2 separate regions of the Sus scrofa genome follow, and region 1 is linked to region 2. The links are chromatin contacts, called in public Hi-C maps. All regions are on one chromosome and are shown on one strand. Each heading gives the region's core, a stretch centred on a gene start, on an enhancer-like site or on the middle of the called end of the contact. The rest is flanking DNA. Distances are from core to core; before and after follow the strand shown. Region 1 holds the start of DNMT3B (DNA methyltransferase 3 beta). Region 2 holds the start of NOL4L (nucleolar protein 4-like).

What was found. A called contact is a pair of places that touch in the nucleus more often than the background predicts.
Region 1: a contact with region 2 is called in a Hi-C map of epiblast stem cells, with 1.7 times the contacts expected there. The contact joins the promoter of DNMT3B here to the promoter of NOL4L in region 2. A contact is called at or near these places in 2 of 47 Hi-C or Micro-C datasets (epiblast stem cells and retroperitoneal adipose tissue) and 1 of 2 datasets of contacts at active chromatin or transcription factors (alveolar macrophages).

Annotation. Positions count from the first base shown.
Region 1 is chr17:36,342,780-36,349,641 of Sscrofa11.1, reverse strand. DNMT3B (DNA methyltransferase 3 beta) reads right to left here and starts at 3,826. Exons shown (of 23, transcript NM_001348900.1): 1 at 3,513-3,826.
Region 2 is chr17:36,198,167-36,205,549 of Sscrofa11.1, reverse strand. It overlaps NOL4L (nucleolar protein 4-like), which reads left to right and starts at 4,515. Exons shown (of 11, transcript XM_021077429.1): 1 at 4,515-4,850. The coding sequence starts at 4,530.

The DNA.
Region 1 (6,862 bases), core at 2,577-5,076, 140 kb before region 2:
TATGTGAGCTTTTTAATCTACAGCATCTCAACTGCCTCAAGCTTCAGCATCCCCTGGAAATGGTCAGTAATGCAACCCTATTTTCCAGATGAGGCAACTGAGACTTAACCCACCAGCTTATAAATGGAGGAATATATAAATCCAATTTTTTTTTTCTTTTTTACAGCTGCACTTCCAGCATATCTAAGTTTTCAGGCTAGGGCTGGAATTGGAGCTGCTGCAGGCCTACATCACAGTTGCGGCAGCACCAGATCTGAGCTGCATCTGCAACCTATGCCACAGATTGCAGCAAGGCTGGATCCTTAAGCTACTGTACGAGGCCAGGGATCGAACCCACATCCTCAAGGACACTATGTCGGGTTCTTAACCCACTGGGCAACAAGGGGAACTCCTAAATCCAGATTTTATTCCAAAGCCCAGGCCCCTTTAAGTCTATTGCCTCAGATGTATAACATGACCTAGAGGATAACAAGTTTTTTATAACACTTAGGGCCGCCACCTAACTTATTTTGGGAAAGAACACCTAAGGCTTACTAAGCTAAAAGGCCTCTGGATTCCATTTAGTCTTCCTAGCAACTCTCCTGTGTGTGTGTGTGTGTGTGTGTGTGTGTGTGTGTGTGTGTGTGCGCTTGTAATCTACACAGCGGCTTATGTGTGGGCTCCCTCTGCATTCACCAGGCCACTTCCCTCCAGCCACATCCACAGCCATATCTGCACACTGGGCTTTTTCCCTTCTGGAGGGACAAGCTCTTGTCCCAGGATAATGGCGGGTGTCTAAGTTCTGGAAAGCACTAATCACCAAGCTGCCGAAGTACCTGGATCTCCCCGAGCCCTGAGTCCCAACACCTGCAATTTTTCAGCTGCATGAGAACATCAGCACATCACTTTACAAACGAGTGCCAACAACATGAGGGATTCTGTACCCTTCTGGCCCTGGACCACTGAGAAACTGAAATATCACCCTAAATTCAAGATTTTTAAAAACTCACTCAACACAGAGTGTGCCTGAGCTGAGATCCTGTTTCTTTCAATGGCTGGGGGTGGGGGCATTTGCCATGGCGTAGGACCAAGAGGAATTTCAGATTTCGCAAGGACCATCTCAGGTGCAATGGGAAATATCTGAGCCTCAAGGCGGGACAGCTGGCAGGGAAGCTGGGCTGAGACAAAGGGTTAAGTTGTTGCCCAGAGCCCCCCATCAGGAAGCTTGGGGCTGCAATAAGAAAGAGTAACAGGCACCTCTGGGTTGCAGGCCCCACGTGGCTGAAGGAAAGGAAGCAGGGGAAGCAGCCTCTCCCAGCCCCACCTCCCTTGCTCCTCCCCTTAGCCCCCTGCAGCTCCAAGATATCCTCCTCCCCTCCTAGCAAACTTTGCAAGGGGTGGGGGTAATGCTTATGGCTTTAAGGAGCAGGATGCAGCCAGCCCCAGCCCTGGCCCCTTTGTCTCAGCCTCCTCCACCCCAACAGGGGAGGGTAAAGGAGTTCACTTAGCTCTGCTTTTACACCTTCAAGGCAGGCCCCAAACTGAGGGTGGACTGGGGGTGTAAAAATGGCCCTAACCCATAAAGCCACAAGATGCTCCTTTCAGAAAGGAACAAAGGCCCTCCTTCTTGCCAACTCCCAAATGAAGGACAATGATTTGCAAAACTTTCTTAGCTGAGAGAGGAATGAATACCTTGGTGGAAGAAGGCAGGAAAGAAGTGGCCAGAAGAGGTGCCTCCCTTCATCTCCAATTCTCATTAATGGCCACCTTAAAAAGAGGGGCTATTGGTTAATACAAAAACCAGCAGTCACCACCTTCTATCACACTGAGTCTTTACTCAAACTTAATGTGATTGGGACTCTTACCTCCTTCAGACATCTGAGGAACAGAGGGTTAGAGGTTAAATCACGTAACAACTAGTTTCATTCTTACACAACCTGGGGTTACTAGTATGATTGTTCCCATTTCGCAGATATAATAACTAAGTCACAGAGGGCAACAGATTTACAGGGAGACTTAAACACATGCCAATGACCTATGCATTCCCCTAAAGAGGGCAGCCTGCTTAGCCTACATGTTAGATAATGATGCCAAGAGTGGCAAGCCTTTATTGAGGAATTAGTGTATGCTGGACCTATACTATAGGTAGCATCATCTCAACACTGGGAAAAATCAAGTCTGCACCTGGGGTTTCCAATGGCTGGCCTGGGGAAGGGGGGCAGAGGCAGGTCAGTGCCCTGGGCCCTCTACTAGAGGCTCTAAGGGAGGGCCCCAGCAGGACCTGACACCCAAAGATAATTGCCACCAATTCACCAAAGCTCACAGCATCCAGAAATCAGGAAGCAGAAAATCAGAACTCATACTCTTATCCTTAATTCTCTTTAATTCATACACCTTTCAGCATGGGTGGCTGGGAAAGCACAAGGGCCCAGCCAGGCTCTTTCAGTCTAGGGGAATAAGTGAAGGAGGCAAAGAGGAGGCACAGGCCTCGGCTGCGCCCATATCTCCTGCAGCCCCTCCCAGTCACAGGTGAGGACTCCAGCAGGGAAAACCCAGGCCCAGGAGCAATTCTCTGCTGCTAACTTGCTAAGTCGGCAGGCTCTGCCCCAGCTTCCACTTTTTCCCCTGCAAAGTGGGAGAACCACGCACCCTCTCTCACCAAACAACCACAGGGACACCAAGATAGTGCTGGAGGTTTTCACGCCTCAGTCTGCAAGTTTGGGGGGTGGGACCAGCTTGCCTCTGGAAGAGTGGAAAATGGAAAGTGAGCCCCCAGGGCAGGCAGCGTGGTCAGAGCAGGAAGGCGCCGCCCCGGGCCGGCTCCTCCCCGGCCAGGTGTGCACAGGGGGGAGAAAGGAACCTCTCCCGAGGGCATCTCGGCAGCCCCGCGGATCCTTACTCTCCACAGCTCATCCCGCGAGGACCCAGCGAGCCCGCTCGTCTGGCGCACGCCCCCGGTACGCGCCAACACCCTGGCCCACCTGCTCGCCCGCACCCACGCCCCCTAACTCTTTCCTAGCCCAGGGAAGGCGGGCAGCTATCTCGGCTGAAACGCCAGTTCCAAGATGTAATGGACGGACACTCACTTCCTTGGCAGGACTATTTTCTATTCCGTTCCCCTCCCCAAGGAAGCTTCCCCTAAAGCTGATGCCAGGTAAGATCACACGCCCCATTTACTCCACTTCTCAATGGGTCACCTCCTCCCCTCGGCTCTAGACCCCAGGAAGGCCGCCAGTCCCCCTCCCTGGGGACGAACTTCTCTCCTCGGGAACACAGCAAGTATCCCTTCCACTCATATTCCTCTAAGACACATGCCCCCGCCCATTTTGTCCCCCCAGCCCGCTTCCCAGATAGGGTCAAAGACCTCTCCTCCCCAATCATGCCTGGTCTCCAGCCGGATGGGAGCTGCCTCCCTAAGAGGTCCCGAGACGGGATCCCTCCTTGCAGTCTCGGTGTCCCTCCTCTGCCCCCTCCCCCACCAACCCACGGAGTCCTCGGGCTGGTGAGCCTCCCCGGGGCCACCGGACGCTCACCTGCCGAGAGCCTGACTCGGGCGCGGCTCCGCGGTCGAGCCGCGGGTCGGGGCAGGCTGGCGGGAGGCCGGCGGGCGGCCGAGCAGAGCGCTCGGCTCGCGAATCTCCTGCGCCGATCGCCGAGCTACGTTTACTTGGGCCCCTTAACCCCCGCGCTGCCGGCCGGGCGCGGCCGCACGCTCGCCCGCCTGCCAGTGAGCCGGTGGCGTCCGTCGGGGGGCGCTCGGGGCGTCCACGCGGGCCGCGGCCGCCGGGCTGGGGGGGCGGCTGCTGCGAGGAAGAGACGCAGACCAAACCTGGCAGCAGGAGTGGGTGGGGAGGGGGCGGTGCCGAGTCCCCTTGTAACCCCGGCCCGGCAGTCGCTCCGCCCCCGCCCGGGGGCGCCCCCGCCACAGCCACTCAGAACCGCGCCTCTGGCGCGGGGGGCGGGGGGCGGGGACGAGGGAAATTTGAAATCACTCGGGAGCCTCCCCCTCCGCCCCTCCTCCACAGGCACCGCCTCCTGGCCCCCCGGCTGGTTAAATCACCACCCGGATAACAGGCCCTAGAGGGGAGCCCGCAAAGGTCCTTCTACGCTAGAGACTCCTCCTGGGGCCCCCTTCTTCCCGCTCGCCTACCCCGACCGGCGACGCTTAGCTTTGGCTGTGGGGGGCCCAGAGAAGGAAGCGCCCCCACTGGAGTCGCACAGCAGCAGCAGGTTCTGCCCTTAGTCCCCCAGCTCCAGCCGCAATGCCACATGGGCGCTGCGGTGCCCCCGCCAGCCCTGGACCCTGGGACAAGTCCTTCCTTCCTCCCACCCACCCGGCTGGCCCTTCGTCAGCCATCTTGAGGGGAGGAGAGGGGAGGGGGAGCAGAGGAGTCAGGGCCCTCAGGTTCCTGGCTGAGTTCCTGGGGTACAGCTGGCATCATCCGAAGGAGAAGCCCCACTCTGTTAGCAGGTCTCTTCCTCCTGTGCCCTTAAAGGGGCATTGAAGTAATGGAAAAGAGCACTTCCTAATATTTCTCACAGCTGGTATTTACACTTAGAGTATTTCCTTATCTGTTTGTGTGTCCCCAGGTATCCGACTGTGAGGGCAGGGTCTCATGTGTCTCAGCCCACACATCATAGATGCTCAATAAATGTCTGTTGAATGAATGAAAAAACAAATAATGACGACATGATGGCCTGCAAGGCACTCTATGAACTGGCTCCTACCTGCCTTCCCAGGCATCTCCTAATCCTCTCCCCTCCCTCACTTTAATCTCTCCCCTCTCTGCTGTTTCTCAGACTCTGCTGTTTCTCAGACTCATCAAGCATGTTAATGGGTGTTCTTTGCCCAAATCTCTGCACCATTCAGCTTTCTCCCAAAATGTTAGCTTCTGGAAAGACTTTTTCTGACTATCCCACCTGAAAGGTCTAGTCTCTACTTCACAATTTCATTCTCTTTGTAGCACTTACAGCTATCTGAAATCTTTTTTGCATAACTCCTTGTTTATATCTTTCTGATTCTTGTTTTTCACACACACACACACGTACAGTACACACAATACTCCATGAGGACAAAACTACATGTCTGTCATGTTCCAAGCTCTATTTCTAGTTCCTACAGGAGGAGTTCAATAGAAGTTTGTTGAATGAATGAATGAATGAATACAGATTTCCTGCCTCCTGGATGCTATCTCTTTGAATGAAACCACAGTTTTCTCCCTTCATCTCTTCCCAGGTGTTTGCAAATGTGTGAATAATATAATCTCTGGAAGCTGCAAAAGTTTCTAAACTCTCTGGATCTTGCTCTACCTAGAAACCTAGAGAGAGGCTAGGGAGATATATAGGTAAGCGAAATGGGCTCAGCAATTTGGAAAACCTCATGTGAATGAGTGGCACGTACTCCAAGACCTTCTGTCATGGGCACGCAAAATTGGGTTCCAGTCAGCTGGTGCAGGAAGAAAAGGATCTCTCAACAGGGCCTGTGGCTTGTCTCCACCATCTGAGGTGTGTCTTCAGGGGAAAGTAATGGCGTATGAAGCTGGTGGGCCTGTGGGGAGGTATGCCGGGTCTCTGTTTTATGATCCATAAGCTAAGACCTGCCGTGTGGCGAAGGATGTCTGTGTGCTATCAGGAATGCCAGGGAGGTGTAGTTAGGATGCCAAGACGCGGGTTTGGGGAGACAAAACAGACATTTCTGGGGACAGCAGACCACCCAGCTCCATGAAGAAAATATTTATGGTTTGAAAAAGCCAGTGGTCCATGTCCTGTCATTTGGAAAAGAGGGTGAAAACCAGAAGAGGTGAAAGGAAATTGGCATGTGTCCCTATGGTGCAGAACTTTAAAGTTTGCAAATTCCATAGGTCATATTCACCACCTCACTTGAGTCTCACAGCCACTCTATGAGGAGTCAGGGCAAGAAGAATTGGGGGCCCTATTTCAGATGAGGGGTGAGAGGCCCAGAGAAGAACAGACGCAAAGTAAGACAGCCACGGAGCTTGCCCTTCTCTGAACACCAGCTATGTCACAGCTACGGGCCTAGGATTTCAGACAGGAAGGTCCAGAGCTTACACACTGGTTGGGGAGTGTCAGGTAAGAAACATAAATAAACCTAAGAATGTCAGGTGTGGATAAATCTGGGAAGGAGATAAAATGGAGACTGGGAAGATATGGCCAGGGGAAGACCCGGATCAGGATCCAGCTTGGCACGTGGGAGGGATAGCCAGTGTGGCCAGAGCACAGGGCATGAAAAACAGAGAAATAACAGGAAGGCCAAGTTTTGTGAGCCCTGGTCAGCCATGATCTGACTCAAATGTTAAAAACAGACCCAAGTAGAGTTCGGAGGTGGGCAGAGATCTGGTGCCAGATCTGGAAGACTGAGGATGGTGGCCTGGACCACCACAGTCAGGGGGAGCAGAGGAGGTGGGGAAAAGTGACTGGATTGGAAATAGACTGTGGAGGCTGAGTCAAGGGGTACTGAGGGCTCCATGGGGTAAAAAGCGTGGCATCAAGGATGACCCGTGGGATTTTATTTTACTTTTTTTTTTTTCAGGCACACCTGTGGCATCTGGAAGTTCCAAGGCCAGGGATCAAATGGAGCCATGTGTGAGCTACACCACAACTGCAGCAATGCTTCATTCCTAACCCACCACCCCAGGATGGGGATCCATGGAACCAGTGCTCCACAGAGACAAGCCAGATCATAACCCACTGCGCCACAGCAGGAACTCTGACCCCTGGGATTCAAACCTGAGCACCTGGGTTTACCTAAAGAGGCAGGATTGCAGAATGTGGATTTGGAGGGAAATACAGAGGGTCTGCCTCAGGGACATGCAAATGTGGGGTCACAGCATGGGCTGTACTGGCACCCGGGTCCCCTCACTCT
Region 2 (7,383 bases), core at 3,266-5,765:
GATGCTTGGGAGTGGGGGTGGCAGTGGCTGCACAGCCCTTGACGGAAGCAGCAGCCGAGCCTGACAGTGGAAACCACCCTTTCCAAGGCTCCGGGGCCTCGCTGCTCCTCCCAGCCTTTGGTGGACAGGCCTCTGTGGGGGCCTGAGTCACTGTGCCCCACCCCAGGCCTGTAACTCTGCCCCACCCCAGGCTGGGTCGGGGCTACTTCACCTCTTGAGTTGCAGGCATTCCCGTTCATCTGAGCCCAGAGTCAGCTCAGTGAAAAGCAGGTGATCTGGGCCAAACCAGGCAAAGGCCAGGTGCCCCTCTCTGCTGGCAGCCCTGAGCCTCTTCCCCTGTGGGACTCGGTTTATCCATCTGTAAAGGGCAGAGTTTAGACTGTATACTCCCTGCAGACCCTTCCTCACTTAGTCTCCTGTGACCTAGTACCTTACTGTCAGAATTGGAAATAGACATGAGCCCTGGGGGTCTGGACTCTGTGCTTCAACCCCAGCCTCCCTGGATATCCGGATTAAGGGTTAAAAAAACATCCAGGGCACTGACCTATGATTAAGGGGAAGCCTACTCTGTCTTTTTGGCAGCTGTCTGAAATGGGGAGAAAGAAGGATCGGCTGCCTCCTTCACCGTGACTACCCATCCGCTGCCCCACTTTTGCCCACAAGCTGGGTACGCGGAGACACCTACCTTCCACCCAGCATGCTCTGGGGCAGGACTCCTGCTAAAGGAGGCCACTGACATGAACAGGCCAGAGGTCCAGGGATCTGCTTCTGCAGAAGTGGGGATGAGCAGTACTAGGCCATGCTCATCCTTGGCTCAGCCACCTCCACACTTCCCACTCACTCTTGGGGCAAGAGGCTGAGATTGCGGCTGGTGTAAAGGGAAGAGAAATCAAGATTGCTGACTTCCAGGACCCTAGTCCACAGACCCCTGGGCCACTGCAGCTGCACTCCACTTCTTACCAGTCTTTCCCCTGTTTAAAACTCTCCAATGGCTTCCCATCGCTTCCAGAATGCAAGCCAAAGTTTTTTCCATGGTCTCCTGCCTTCCAACCCCTCTTCATTTCCTTCATTCTAGCCACACTGGCCTCCTTTCAACTTATGGAAAATATCAATCTCTTTTGTGCCTCAGGGCTTTTGCACATGCTCTTCCCTCAGATCATAGCATAGCTGGCTCCTTGCCATTTAAGTCACTGCTCAAATCTATCTTCTCAAGAGGAGATTTTCCTGTTCCCTCCTAAGAAGAGCAGTCTCTTTGGTCCATTACTTGCTAGCACAGCTCCCTACTTCCAACATGGCCCTTTCCCTAAGCTGTGATTATTGATAGTTGGTTTGTTCGATGGCCTTCTTCCCCACCCATCAGTAAGCTCAAAGAGACCAAGGACCTTGGGGATCCCATGACTCTATTTCCAGCACCCAGGGCATAATGGCTGCTCAAGAACTGTTTGTTGACTGAATGAAACACAAAAAGTACTAACCAAATTCATCTTTCTCCTTGAAGATTTGCAGCTTCTATGGGAGTGCAAATGGTATTCACTGAGCACCTGTTATATATAGGCGCTCTCGCATACATTACTCTGCTGAACCTTTACATCCATGACACTCTGTCCATTATCCAGATGATCCAGCTGGGGTTCAGTGACCTGCCAGAGATCACCAGCAAAGGGTGGACTGATGGGTTCATTCAATTAGGAAGCGCCAACTGGGATCTGTGGGCATGAAGAATGCCATGGCAAATGGTAGTCAGGATTCAACCTCTACCTGGAAGCCTATGTTCTTTCCCTTGTACTACACCTGCTGCCACACAAGAACTCAGCCCAAGATCAACAACCAGGTTTTTACGTTCTAAAAGTCACGAAAAGACCCAGAATGCATGGAGGTGGTCTGGCTTAGTGGTTATTGAAGTGTGCCTTGGAACTAGATAGAGATACCAGTTCTTTATTTATTTATTTATTTATTTTTTTGGCTTTTTAGGGCTGCACCCATGGCAAATGGAGATTCCCAGGCTAGGGGTCTAATCAGAGCTGTAGCCGCCGGCCTACACCACAGCCACAGCAACACTGAATCCGAGCTGTGTCTCGACCTACACCACAGCTCACAGCAACGCCGGATCCTTAACCCACTCAGCAAGGCCAGGGATTGAACCTGTGTCCTCATGGATGTTAGTCAGATTCGTTTCCGCTGTGCCAGGATGGGAACTCTAAAATACCAATTCAAAAGGACAGCCCCACCGCCTAGGCTCCAGGGCACGCTTGCTGAAAGTGATCATTAGCGTTGTTAGGCTAGAGCACCTTTGTTCTCGGGAGGGGAGTCAGCAGTGGGGTTAAGTGTTAAGGGATGTATTGGAAAAGTCAGGGCAGGGGCTTCCAAATCATGCAGCAGCCTCCCTCCTCTCCCAGGGTGGGGGCGGCTATGCGGCCTTTGGGTAGTGCCTTGCCCTCTCTGAGCTCAAGTGGTCATCTCTGAAAAATGGGCATGCCAGCATGGAACCAAAAAGAACTCTTAGGAAGATAAAGAGGAAAAATGACTGTGGAGTTGTTGGTATATATAAAGTAACATGGAAATGTAAATTATCTAAAAATAAATCTATGTGAAATGCAGAGAGAGGTTGGGACTTGGAAGACCTCTTGGGTTCTTTCAGCAGTTATTGGCACCTACTGTGTGCCAGGTGCTGTGCTAGGGCCTGGGATACAGGGATGAGTCAGATATGGGCCCTGTGCATCTGGAGCTCCTAGTCTACTGGGGGAAGTAAGCCAGCCACATACAGTGAGGGGGATCCCTCCCAGCGGGAGGCCAGGGGGGAGATTTCATGTGTGATGTGGTGGCAGGAGCCAGACAGACCCGAGCCAGAGCCAGACAGACCAGAACCAGAGCCCTCCTCTCTTCCCTGCATGACCTTGGCCAGGTCAGGTCACCTCTCCAAGCCCCAGGCCTTCATCTGTAAAATAGGCCAGTCCTCTCTGCCTCTCAGAGTTGCCAGGACCTGGGACTCTCTAGGAACCAGGGTGGGGGACCTTGGGATGAAGGTAGCTAGTAGTCCCTAGGCGGAAAATGGTCCTGCACTGGCCACAATCTGGGACTCAGTCTTGGGTGGTGACTTGCCTGCAGGAGTGGCCTGGGGACCTTTGGGAGGGACTCTAGGGAACAGCAGGAAAAGAAGTTCAGCAATTTCTCAGACCCGTTAAGAAAGGAGGGCAGAAATGCTGGGGAATTGGCCTATGCCTTTATTTATGTTAGTAATCTCCTTAAGGGGGAGGGGGCTGGCTCTACCCAAGGTCAGTCCTGCCCAGGGAGGAGGGTGATGGCAGGTCCACCTGAGCTTACTCAGTCAGCGAGTCTAGGTCACGGTGCACCTGGGGAAGGCAGGGTGTATAAGGATGAATTTGTGGTGGGTTGAGCACTGCCCCAAGCCTTGACATGGCTGGCCTGAGTGAGGCCACCGGTCAATGTTGATGACTTCCCTGGGGCTCGGGGCTGTCCCAGAGCAGTGGCGATGGCAGAAGCAAGGATAGCCAAACTTGGGAGAATTCGAGGTGAGGCGGGAGGAAGTTTGGGGCTCCCAGAAGGGTGGTGATTTGGGGTTCCCCAGGGGAACACTGCTCCTCTGGCGCCGGGCTCACACTTGGAGAGGTCAGGCCAGTCGCCGGGAAGAAGGGAAGGGGCCCTGCCCTGTACCACCCGCGCCCGGCTAAAATCGGGCGGGGGCCCCCCGGGGAGGCAGGAACCCTAGTGGCCGGGCGGGGTCTGCGCCCTACTCCCTGCGAGACCGCCCGGTCCCGGCGGAGCGCGGCCTGCGAGGCTCGGGGCCAGGCCCGGCCAGAGGGAACTCGGTCCCTGGGCTGGGCACCGCGCGCCTGCGGCTCCCGCCCTCCCGGGCGGCTGCGGGCGCGGCGGCCCCCGCGCCCCCAGGGGCCGGGCCGGGGCGGGGGCTGGGCCCCGCGGGCGGGCGCGAGAAGCAGGGGGGGGGGGTTGGCGGCGAAGGCTGCGACGCTCTAACAGGTGGGATCCCGCGGCGTGGTGGAGGCGGGCGCGGGAGGAGGAGGAGGAGGAGGAGGAGGAAGAGCAGCGGCAGCGGGAGCTTGAGCAGGAGCAGGATGAGCCGCGCGAGCTGACAGCCGCCGCCGCCGCCGCCCGCGCCCAGGCTCGGTCTCGCTCCCCGCGCCCGGGGCCGCTCCCCGCCTCCCGCCTCCCCCGGCCGCCCGCGGGGCGGCCCGCCCCCTCTGCACCTCCGGGCCCGGAGCTGCCTCCATCGCTCCTGCATCCCGGCCGGGGGGGAGGAGGAGGCGGAGCAGGAGGCGAGCCGGAGCCGCCGCCGCCAACGCCGCCGCCGCCGCCCGAGCAGGACAGAGCGCGCCGCAGCCCCGCGCGTCCGGCCGCCGCCCGTGCCCATCAAGCAGCCGCGCCGGAGCCACACCGCGGGACAGCCCGAGCCGCGGCGCGCCCCGGCTCGGCCCGGCCCAGCCCAGCCCAGTCCCGGCACCGGGCGGCCCGGCGGCCGGCCCGCCCCCGAGGGCGCCGGGCGCGGCGGGAGGATGCCGAAGCCGACGCTGCTGCTGCGCGGGGGCTGGGAGCGCGAGCGCAGCCCCGGGGACTCGGAGCTGGGCCGCCAGTTCCGGGACTGGTGCCTGCGCACCTACGGCGACTCGGCCAAAACCAAGACGGTGACACGCAGCAAATACCAGCGGATCGCCGAGGTCCTGCAGGGCGGCGGCGGGACCGGCGCGGGCAGCGGCCCGGCAGCCGGCGAGAAAGGCAAGTTCCAGTTCTGGGTGCGCTCCAAGGGCTTCCGCCTGGGCAGCGGCCGGGAACCCAAGATGGGCCAAGTGGTGTATGTGCCGGTCAAGACGGGCTCGGTGAGTGCGCGCGCGGCGGCCACGGGCCGGTCCCGCCGCGGGGCTCGGGGCGGGCGGGGGCGGGGTGGGGGTGTGGATGTGTGTCCGAACGTGTGTCCCTGAGGTTGTCCGTGGGTCTCGTCCTCCCGAGGCGCACGCGTCCCTGCTCACCCGCCCGCCCCAGCCCGCCCGGGCAGCGCTCCGGGTTCGGGGCGTCCCTGCCCCCCTCTGCGCCGCTGCCGGGGCCGTGGCGGTGCCGGGCGGGCTGTCCCGGGCTGCTCACCCCAGCATGTTCCGTCCTCCCGTCCCCTCCCCCCGCCAGCAGGCGGCTGCTCCGAAGCCCGAGCCTCCCCCCGCCCGCCCCGGGGCTGCCTGTCCCGGGCGCCTCGCGCTCCCGCCCCCGGGCCGGCTGGGCGGTGTGTGTCTGTGTGTGTTGTGTGTGTGTGTGTGTGTGTGTGTGTGGAGGGTGGTGCCGCGGTGGGGGGGGCAGGGGCGGCCACGGGACGGGGAGTCCGCTCGGCTTCCCAGCGCCAGGGGAGGGGGCCCGCAGGGGCACAGTCTCTCCGACCCCACCCGGGGCTGGCCCGGGGAGGGGCAGCCCGAGCCGCAGCCTGGCGCAGGAGCAGCCTCCCGCGGGTGGGTGGGGCGCCCCCTCCGCCCCCCGGGCCCCTAGCTCCCCCCTCCCTGGGACGGGGGCGGCCTGACCTATCCATCCCCTCCCCTCCCCCGTCCCCGGGGCCGGCCCGGTCCGGGCGGGGTGGCGTGGGGGAGGGGGCGGGGAACCGCAGCCGCCGAGAGGGAGGAGGCGGGCGGCCGGGCGGGGGCGTCCCCTCCGGCCCGGGGCGCCCTGGAGAGGGCGTGCGGCGCGGGCCCCGCGGCTCCCCCGCCGGGACCTCATTGTTCTGCAGCGGGTGGGGGCTGGGGGGGCGGCTGCTCCCGGGGCGCTGCTGAGCTTTGAACTTTCCGTCGCGGAGACCCTCCATTAGTGCGTTCAGCCCCCGGCCCGGCCGGGCCGGGCCAGCCTCCCTCCCTGCCCCCCTCGCTCCCTCCCCGGCCTCGCCCGGCCCGAGCAAGCGAGCGGGGCCGCCCCGCGCCGGCCTCCCTCCCTCCCTCGCTCCCTCGCTCCCCCCTCCGTGCTCCTCCCCCGTCCGGCCCGCCCGCCCCGCGCTCAGCCCAGTCCCCGGCCGGAGCGGGCTCTTCACACACAATTGATTCGGTCGTTACGAAAAGTGCACTTGTCCCCTCCCCCTCCCCCTCCGGCGGCCGCCCGGGCCGGGCCCGCGGGGTGAGGGGGCCGCCAGGGAGGGAGGCGGGAGCCGGGGAGCGGATCCAGAGGCGCCTCCCCCCGCGCCCAGGGACGGGGCTGCAGGCCGCGGGGAGTGGGGAGCCGCGAGCGCGGAGGGCGGGCGGCCCATCTGCGAGGAGCGCTGATAACCGCGCCGCTGCCGCTGCGGCCGCCAGCAGCCCATCTGCGCCGCTGCCGCCTCCGGCCGGACCGGGAGCTGGGGGCCGGGCCGAGGGGCGCGCCGGGGCTGGATTCCCAGAGGGGGCAGCTGGGGCAATGTCCCACCCCGCTCGAGTCAGGGACCTCCCAGCCTAAATCAGTGCTCTCCGCCAAACCAGGGGAGTCTGGGTCATTGTCCCCTCCTCCGATCGAGTCGGGGACCCCTCCCCCCAGCCCAAATCAGTGCCCACTTTCCCACACTGGGAGTAGGGGTCATTGCCTCTCCCCAGCCTAGGTCAGTCCTCCCCACTCTGCCAGTTCCCTACCCTCCTCGCTTCTCCCCCATCTTGGGCTAGAGTCTCCAGCCTAAGTGTGCTTTTTCCGAGGTCAGTGACCCACCAGATGGTTGGCTGAGTCCTCGCCCCCTACCCTGGGTCATTGCCTTCAGCCATCCAGGCTTCCCAGGTCTGTTAGTGCCCTCCACCCCCACCCCATTCTGGTTACCCCTCCCCCGGTAGCTGGGAGGCTTGGCCCAACCTTCCTCATCTGAGGCAGAAGCCCCCACTCCACCCACTCCTGCAGTTTGGGGACAGGTGACCCTCAGACAGGGCAGCTAGCTCACTGCTTCTCTGTGCAGGTTGACCTCTCCCCTAGGGAGTAGGCATCATGGGGCCATCAGTCCCCTTACCCCCTTAGCCACACAGCTGTCAAGGCGGAGCAAGTGCACGCACGCCCATTCAGGCCACATGCAGAAATTGGGTGCTAGGCCTGGCTCCAGGTCCTGCCAGCCTTCAGTTCCTTCGTGAGGCCCACACTGACCCGCCTTGCCTGGCAGCAGGGGCCTTGAAAGACTCCACCCCTGCTCCCAGACCAATAATAAGCCCTCTCAAGGGACCACCTGCCTGGGAGGCAGAGAAAGGGAACCCAGGCCTCCCTGCCCAGGCTACCAGGGGGACGACAAACACAACAGACGGGCCCTCCTGCAACAGCCCGCCCCTTAAGCTACCCACACCCACCTGCCTGGCCCGCTGGTCCCCAGAGAGCCCTTTAGTTACCTGCCACTTGCCCAGCCAAGCGGAGCCGGCTGCAGAGATGCCCTTAGTCCTGCCA